2 separate regions of the Callithrix jacchus genome follow, and region 2 is linked to region 1. The links are chromatin contacts, called in public Hi-C maps. All regions are on one chromosome and are shown on one strand. The core of a region is the stretch at or near the end of the contact, and the rest is flanking DNA. Distances in the headings are between cores, read along the strand shown. Region 1 holds the start of CDV3 (CDV3 homolog). Region 2 holds the start of NPHP3 (nephrocystin 3).

Region 1 (4,016 bases), core at 1,089-3,588:
ACACATTTTCAGTTAAGGAAAGTATTTCCTCCACTGTAGTTTGCAGTCACTGGCATTGCCTGTAAAATGCAAACTTCAAACTCGGGGCAGGCAGTTCATCAAGATACTTTCTTTCTTTAAACTGGGAGCAAAGGATTTTTTCATCTTAAAGCAGAACCGTATCTTCACTTGTTTCTTCCTACTTTATGAACCCTCCAAAATACAGCACTTACTTAACATCAACCTTAAAGTTGACTACCACAGACCGGACTTGACAAATGTTAATTTCAAATCTTCTAAACTATCCAATGTTTAAAAACTAGTTTTCTTGAACTTTAAAAAATAGCACGTTTACACACAGAATTCCATTCCTATTAAGTTTTAGAAAAAAACTCAGGTGTTAGCATAGTGGTTATGTTGAAGGTGAATGCAGTGACTAGGTGTTAGGAGAACCTCGTTCTGTATCAGAAAAATTCAGTTTCTTGACCTGTGTGCTTACTGCACAGGTTGATCGCACTGTGTGAACACATAAAATCTCTATTTCCCTGTAAGTATGCTATACCTCGATCACAAAAAATATATTCACTTGCTTATTGGAGAACATGTGAAAAAACCCACATTATTTTTTAAACCAAAAAGAAGTACAACCATCCATGTTAAAAGTAAAAATTGTGAAGGGACAAAATCCACTGTAGCTGTCTCAAATGAAAAGGCCTAACCAGAACTGGAAGTAGGCAAGCTCTCACAGGAGTTTAGGGCAGCTAATTTGATGAGCACACGGAAGGGCTGCCCTCATAGAGTGAAGGAGTGAGTAGATTCAATCCATTTGAGTCCTAATAAGCATATCTAGAACACAAGGATACTATGATGCTGCTCTGGGACTAAAGGAAAACCTAACTTGTATCCAATATCTGTCCTAAAGGTTATTTAAACACATTTGTAACCAGACCATACCTTATTTGCATTGCCTGAACCCTGAGGCCGCTGTAATCAACCTCTTTTTGCTCCAATTCTTTCCATTCATCTTCCTCCTGTAAAACAAACGCCATTTGTTCAATTAAAGCTATTTGCAGGCATACAACTAAGTAATCATCAAAATGGGAAAAGTGGATCAAGTGGCTGGAACCTAAACTAAGTATACACTCCTCTTCTGGCCAAAGCCCTTGCTTCGTCCTGGGGCAAACTAGGCTACACGGAGGACAAACATGCTCATCAGTCTTAACACTGTACTTCCGCTGGGTTCCAGCACGAGAGCTGTTACTTTAAGCAACTAGGAGAAGCCCAAGGAAGAAGTCAACAGGAATTTCACAACTACATTTCTACCTCAACGTTATTGCACCGAGACTTTTCTTTTTCTTTCTCGGGTTTAGAGACTAAGTCATCACAAAAGAGCTGCCACAAACGCGGCTGCTGAAAGCGAAAATTCAGCTCAAACTACTGGGCTGAGGTCAGCACGCGGAATTATTCAGCCTAGACTACACTGATAAACGCTGCTCTGTGCTGGGCACTGCAGCCCCAGACCTAGTGCCCCCGGAGGGTGGCGCCGCCTAGGCCTTGGCTAACGCGGAGAGACGCGAGGTAGGAAGGGCAGCTCCGGGGCGGGTGTCGGAGGGGGTCCCGGACCTGGCGAGCCCGGCCCGAGGTGGGGAGCCCGCGTCACGTGGCCGACCCGCGCCCCTCCGCCCTGCCCCCGTGGCCCCCCCCCGGACGCTTCCCCGGCAGGCGGGGGCGGGCACATGGGGCGCCGGCGCGCCGCCCGGGCCCGGAGTGCCGGCCTCCCGGCCCCTCACCTTCGTCACAGCCTTGGTGGCGGCCCCTGGGCCCGCAGCCCCCGCGCTCGCGGTCCCGCCGTCGCCCGGTCGGGTCCCCGCGCCCGCCCCGCCGCCCGCAGCACCCGTGGCTCCGCTGCTCCCGCTGGCGCTGCCCGCTGCGCCCGCAGCACTCGCTGCCCGGTTGCTCCGCTCCTTCTTCTTCTTCTTGTCTCTCTTAGCAAAGAAGTTGTCCAGGCTCCTTTCCTCCGTCTCGGCCATGGCCTTGGCTTCCTCGACCCGGATGGGTGGGGCCGGCGGCGGGCGCGGTCCACGGGACTCCGAGCTCCGGGTCGCGGCCGGCTCTGCGCTCACGCTGCCGGGCGCGGCGACGCCTCAGCCCCGCGGGGTCGCCGAGACGTGCGCGGCGGGGCGGGCTGCTCCCCCTGCGAGCTGGCGAGCGGTGGTACCGTCCGCCCGAAGGCTCGCGCGCCGCCGCTGTCTCCCTAGGCTGCTGGGCTGCGGCTAGTGCCGCGGCGACGGGGCAGGATCCCGCTCTCCCTACAACCAGAGGGGAAAAGGCACGCGCGGGACAGAGGCTCTAGCGAGAGTGCTCGGCTAGCGGCGGCGCGTGTCGGAGGAAGATGCGCGCGCGCAGGCCCGAAGAGGAGGGGAAAGGGATGGGGAAGGGAGGGAGGGGGAGCAGGGAGGGAGGGCGGGCCGCTAGAAGAGAGAGGCAGCACCCGCGCCTGCGTACTTTCCTCTGCCCGCCGTTGTGTGATTGCCGAGGGGCGGGCGGCGGGAGGAGGTGGAGGCGGAGGTGGCAAGACAGCCAATCAGGTGCCAAGACGAAGCGTTTAGGTGACAATCAGTGCGCCAGACGGGGCGGTGTCCAGACGTGGGGGCGGAGAGAGGAGGGCATATGCAAAATAAGTGACGAGTCTGATGACTCCGGTCTCCCGATTGGCCGAGGGTTTAGTCTTGAGGGCGGGCATTTCGAGGGCTGGTTGATGACTTGGCTAAAGAGGTCCAGCGGGAGGGGCAGTGGGTTCTTTTTGGGCGCTTGCGCGAGATACACGTGTGTTTCCTGACCCAGAACAAACTGTGGCCTGGTAGTAGTCGTTTGAACTTTCCCGAAATTGATAGGCACTGCATTAAGCCAACTGTGTTAAAGATTGCTCCTCTCCTCTGTTCGCTTCTGTATTTCCACCCTCTTTGGTCTGGCAACCATTAATTTTCTTCTTTACAGGTTGATTATGAAAGCGTGAGGAGCAGTGAGCCTGAAGTTTAGTCCTATTACTAAAAGATCTTTCACAGGCCGTTAGGTAGGTAGAAGGGGATTTTGTCTGAACTCCACCCTCTGGATTATGTTTACCAAGGTCAAGTTCAATAAATCCTATCTTCAAGCTCCTAATCTGCAAAGTGGGTATACTAGATCTTACAAGATATGGGGGAGGGAGGGAAGAGAGTCTGCGTCAACTGGCCAGCACAGTGCTTAACGTCCTGACTTCAGTCTAGATGATGATGCAGTTTATTCTTAGCTCCTATCCCTGATAAAAGGAGGGGAATGGCTCATCATAGGGGAGGAGATGAAAATGCCCAGGCTAAACCTGTCTTAAAACTCAGGTTTAAATGGGTTTAAAGCCCACTTAAATACTCTTGGGGCCTTAAGAATGGAATGAATTCTATATGCAAAAGATGGTCTAAAGTAAGCTCTTAAACTTTCTGCTTCCTCCTTCTAAAAGCAGGGGAGGCAGCTGTCACAACCACTGAGGAAATGACTCAGACAAATGTTGGTAGCCCAATGGGGTAGATAGAACCCAGCCAGTAAATGGAGTGACTTCTTTATCTTTTCCTTTACAGTTACCCCATTAAAGTTTCTCTTTTCCCACCTTCGACTTACACTGCTATTAAAGAACTAACTTCTGAATGTCAAATAAATCAAGGGCCTAGCCTTGGCCAGCAAGTGGCTTGAGCTTATACATATACTATTCCCCAAACATAAACAGCTCCCAACCACCCATTATGGATCCCAAGGTGACTTCCTTCTATGACAACATATATCTTCTTGTGATGCAGGCCAGTTTCAGTACTGCCCATCACCCTCACCCTCCCTTACCATCACTAATCAAATTTATTTTCTTTTTTTTCTTTCCTTCTTTCTTTTTCCCTTCCTCTTTTATTTCCTTCTTTTTTTACCCCCCCCCTTTCTTCCCCTCTCTTTCTTTCCTCATCTATGAAGCACTTATTTAGCTATATTTAGGGCAAAGTGCTTTATTCAAAGTTGAG
Region 2 (3,914 bases), core at 299-2,798, 800 kb after region 1:
TATAGTAGTTTGCAGTAGGAGGAATGCCTTGAGCAGTCACAGAACAGAAACAGTACATAGGAAAACAGCCAGACTAGGACAAGAACCAAAGACCCAGGCGGTGGCATCCCCACCTGAAAGGACATACACTGTATGGCAGACTTGGAGCTAGAGCCTCTCCTCCTGAGAAAGGAGTTGTAGTACCTTGCATCCAGTTCCTGGGGAAAAGTAGGCCTCAAGCCTGAGATCCTGGAAATAACTGAGGGAGAAGAACCCCTCTGGTGTGACCAGTCACAGCGGCTGTACACCCTGTCAGTCTTTTCTCGCTTCTGTGCTAGGTCAAATCATCCTTCCATAAATAGCTTAAGAGTTGAGCACAAGTCTGTCAGTTCCCACTGCACTGGCTTACAGTATCCTACTATCAGAAATCCTTTGAAGTCTCTAGCCCACAGATAAGAAGTGTAGCGCACCACACCTGTTGCACACAGCCCACCTCCTTGCCTCAGTGACCTAATGGGGGTGGACCCCTTTTCTGTACACGACCCTCTACTACTGTGAACGACACGGCCCCCTACTGTGCAGAGCCCACCTCACTGCCCAAGTGACAACGGGGTGACCCCCTCACTTGTGACTCACGATTATGTATGCCCTATTACTAAGCCTACAGATGATGACCTCACTCACGACCCTGCCCCCTGCTTGTATCTAATAAATACAGATGCTTCTGGGCATTTGGGGCTCTCGCTAATCTCCGCTCATAGGTGCGTGCCCGCCACCAGTCCAGCTGCTTTTCACCAGTTCTTCAGTGTCCTGTCTCTTTACTTCTCGGATCCTGCACCTCAGCACAACATAAGGGACACCCCACGACCCTGTGGGGCCCTACAACCCTACAGGAAATGAACTGCCATGGGTTATCTTAGGTCTGTCCAAGGAAGACCCCAAAAGAATGAACAAACATTAGTAAAGAGGATGCCTAAAGTATCATTGCATTACTTACAGCTGGGCAAGAAGTGAGCAACAGCTAGAATAGAGCTGCATCAGCCCTGGTCAAAGGACCTGAAGATTAAAGATCCCCAGTGCAGGGTGATGTGGATCGGGTTGCGAAAGTAATAGCGGCAGCGGAGGTAGAACAGCTGGGACCCAGCCCTGTCCCCACTGTGAAGGACGCCGGGCCGGGAGCCTCGAGCAGGGCGGTGACAAGGCAGTGACACCTTGAGTCAGAGCACCGGCCCACACCAGCATCCCATCCACTGCTGGGCTCGCACAGTCGCCGCTCGCCAGGTCCTTCCGGAGAGCCCGCTCCCGCCGCCCCGCCCCGCCCCGCCCCGCGCCGCTCCGCCCCGCCCCGCGGCCCCGCTCCGCCCCGTCCCGCGCCCCCGCCCCGCCCCGCTCCGCCCCGCCGCCCCGCTCCGCCCCGCCCCGCGGCCCCGCTCCGCCCCGCCCCGCCCCGCCCCGCCGCCCCGCTCCGCCCCGCCCCGCGGCCCCGCTCCGCCCCGCCCCGCCCCGCCCCGCCGCCCCGCTCCGCCCCGCCCCGCGGCCCCGCTCCGCCCCGTCCCGCGCCCCCGCCCCGCCCCGCCACCCCGTCCCGCCGCAGCGTCCGGCCGCTGGGTCCCGTCCTTCTCCCGCGCGCATCCAGTTCCGCTGCCCCGGCCTGCCTGCATCCCCTAGCTAGCAGCGGCCGCGGACGCCATGGGGACCGCCTCGTCTCTCGTGAGCCCCGCGGGCGGGGAGGTGATCGAGGACACGTACGGGGCGGGCGGCGGCGAGGCCTGCGAGATCCCGGTGGAGGTGAAGCCCAAGGCCCGCCTGCTGCGCAACTCGTTCCGCCGGGGCGCGGGGGCGGTAGCGGGGGCCGGGCCCGGGTCGCTGCCCCGCGGGGCGGGCGCTGGCGGGCTGCTGGGGGCCAGCTTCAAGTCCACCGGCTCGTCGGTGCCCGAGCTGGAGTACGCGGCGGCTGAGTACGAGCGGCTCAAGAAGGAATACGAGATATTCCGCGTCAGCAAGAACCAGGAGTTGTTGTCCATGGGCCGCCGCGAGGCCAAGCTGGACACGGAGAACAAGCGGCTGCGGGCCGAACTGCAGGTAACGCGCGCGCCGGGACACCCCTGCCCAGCTCCAAACCGAGAGGCTTTCAAAGTTCGGCGGAAACCGTTCATTTTAATTTGAGAGGCCGTAGTCTCTTCGAGTCTAAAATGATTCCTTAACTCCCTCCCCTTTTTCTGTCTCTGTTGTTTTTGGAGACACGGTCTCGCTGCGGTGGCACGATCGCGGCTCTGCAGTCTGGAACTCCTGGGCTCAGCGATCCTCCCGTCTCAGCCTCCAGAAGTGCTGGGATTACGGGAGTGGGCTACCGCGCCCAGTCCCTGCTTTTCTATTTCTGGTTTTGGCGTTAAAACACAAAGAAAAAATTAGCTCGAAAGTGTCCTGAGGAGGCAAATGCCAATCTGCAGCGCCACTCCCGCCCCCGCGCCCACCCCCTCAGAAGGCTGGTGACATCTGTTGAAGCAACTCAACAAACTCTTCCCACCAGTGTTACCACCCTCTCCCCCATAAAAATTTTACGTGGGGCTCCAAGGTGGGGCGCATGTCTCGGTTTCTTTGTGAAGTTTCATCGCTCTTGCATTTTGATGGTCTTGACGTTAACTTTTCTGGAAGCCTTCTGATTCTCACCATCTTAACTGCTGTGGTTGAAAACCTGTGGTCAAAATTTTTACTCTAGATGTAGTCAAATTTCCTTAGTTCATTTGATTAATTTACTCTAAAAGCAATTATTGTATGCCCTCCATGTGTAGCAGGTCTGTTATAAATCATTAAAATAGTAAGTAAAGCAAGACATTGCTTTTCTCCGAGCAAAGCTGTAAGATTTTTGCCGTCAGTTTGGGGCCCCTCTGATCGTTGTTGTGTTGCTTGTTTACTCTTTACTGTGGTAGAGACTTCCAGGCAGCCTAAGAGTTCCTGGGGTCATTACTAGGGGTGAAATAAATACCTCAGACTGATTTTTCTAAAAGAAAAATGCTTCCTGTCTTCACGCCTACACATTCTTCTAGTGAGGGTTTTTTTGTTGTTTTTAATTTTTAAACTCCGTCGTCAACTGTTGTGTAAAATTATTGTGGTCTGGGAAGAAGTGCGTGTAGCAATTTTTCTGTGGTCTGACAACGGTTTTCCTACTGGGCAGTCTTAATGCACTTGCATTTATAAAATGGACTTGTGTATTTCAAATATCTGATTTCATGTGTCCAAGCCACTGCCCAACAGACACTGCATGTTGGAAACGACTGTGAGGTGGCAGGTAAAAAAGGCCAAACCAAGCAGGACAGAGTGCAGTAAGGGTTGGCAACTGTCACAGTCCCGGATTACTCCTGCCACTAATCCTGATTCCCTGTGAAATATATTGGTTCCTTTCTCACATATCTCTGCATGAAAAAACTCCTCCAGATTTATTTCATTCATTCATTCAGACAGTTACTGGAGACCTGCAGTGTACCAGGCACTGAGATGGTGAAATGAATAAGACATAGTGCCAAGAGGCACACAGTCTCCGAAAACTAATTATCCTTCAAGTTAAGCCTTATAAAATTAATGTTTACTATCACAAAGATAGAAAAGACATAAGGAAGTTTAAGAGCTGATGCAGTGTTTCAAAAAAAAAGTTAATTTCCATTGAAAGCTTAATGTTGAAGTCTTTATTTGTTGTAGTTCTATAGTTCAAGCATGCTTGCATTTTTTTCCCATTATGTTTTGAATAAAATGGCAATGTGAAGTTCCTGGTAATTGGTAAAATAATAAGTAGACTTAAAATTTTTAAGATATGTAACATATATGTAAGAATGCAAAATTTGGGAGCAAGACTATTTTTATCGGGAAATAACAAGGTAAATTATTGTAGGCACTTCAAAAAACGTATCAGAAGATACTACGAGAGAAAGAAAGTGCTT

Evidence for each region. A called contact is a pair of places that touch in the nucleus more often than the background predicts.
Region 2: a Hi-C map of skeletal muscle shows a contact between it and region 1, with 5 times the contacts expected there. The contact joins the promoter of NPHP3 here to the promoter of CDV3 in region 1. A contact is called at or near these places in 2 of 3 Hi-C or Micro-C datasets (both in skeletal muscle).

Annotation. Positions count from the first base shown.
Region 1 is chr17:50,591,834-50,595,849 of calJac240_pri, forward strand. It overlaps CDV3 (CDV3 homolog), which reads right to left and starts at 2,339. Exons shown (of 6, transcript XM_078354212.1): 1 at 1,770-2,339; 2 at 934-1,010. The coding sequence starts at 2,009.
Region 2 is chr17:51,389,147-51,393,060 of calJac240_pri, forward strand. NPHP3 (nephrocystin 3) reads left to right here and starts at 1,549. Exons shown (of 27, transcript XM_008990539.4): 1 at 1,549-2,061; 2 at 3,866-3,914. The coding sequence starts at 1,669. It overlaps LOC118148805 (a long non-coding RNA gene), which reads right to left and starts at 1,166. Exons shown (of 3, transcript XR_013528643.1): 1 at 977-1,166.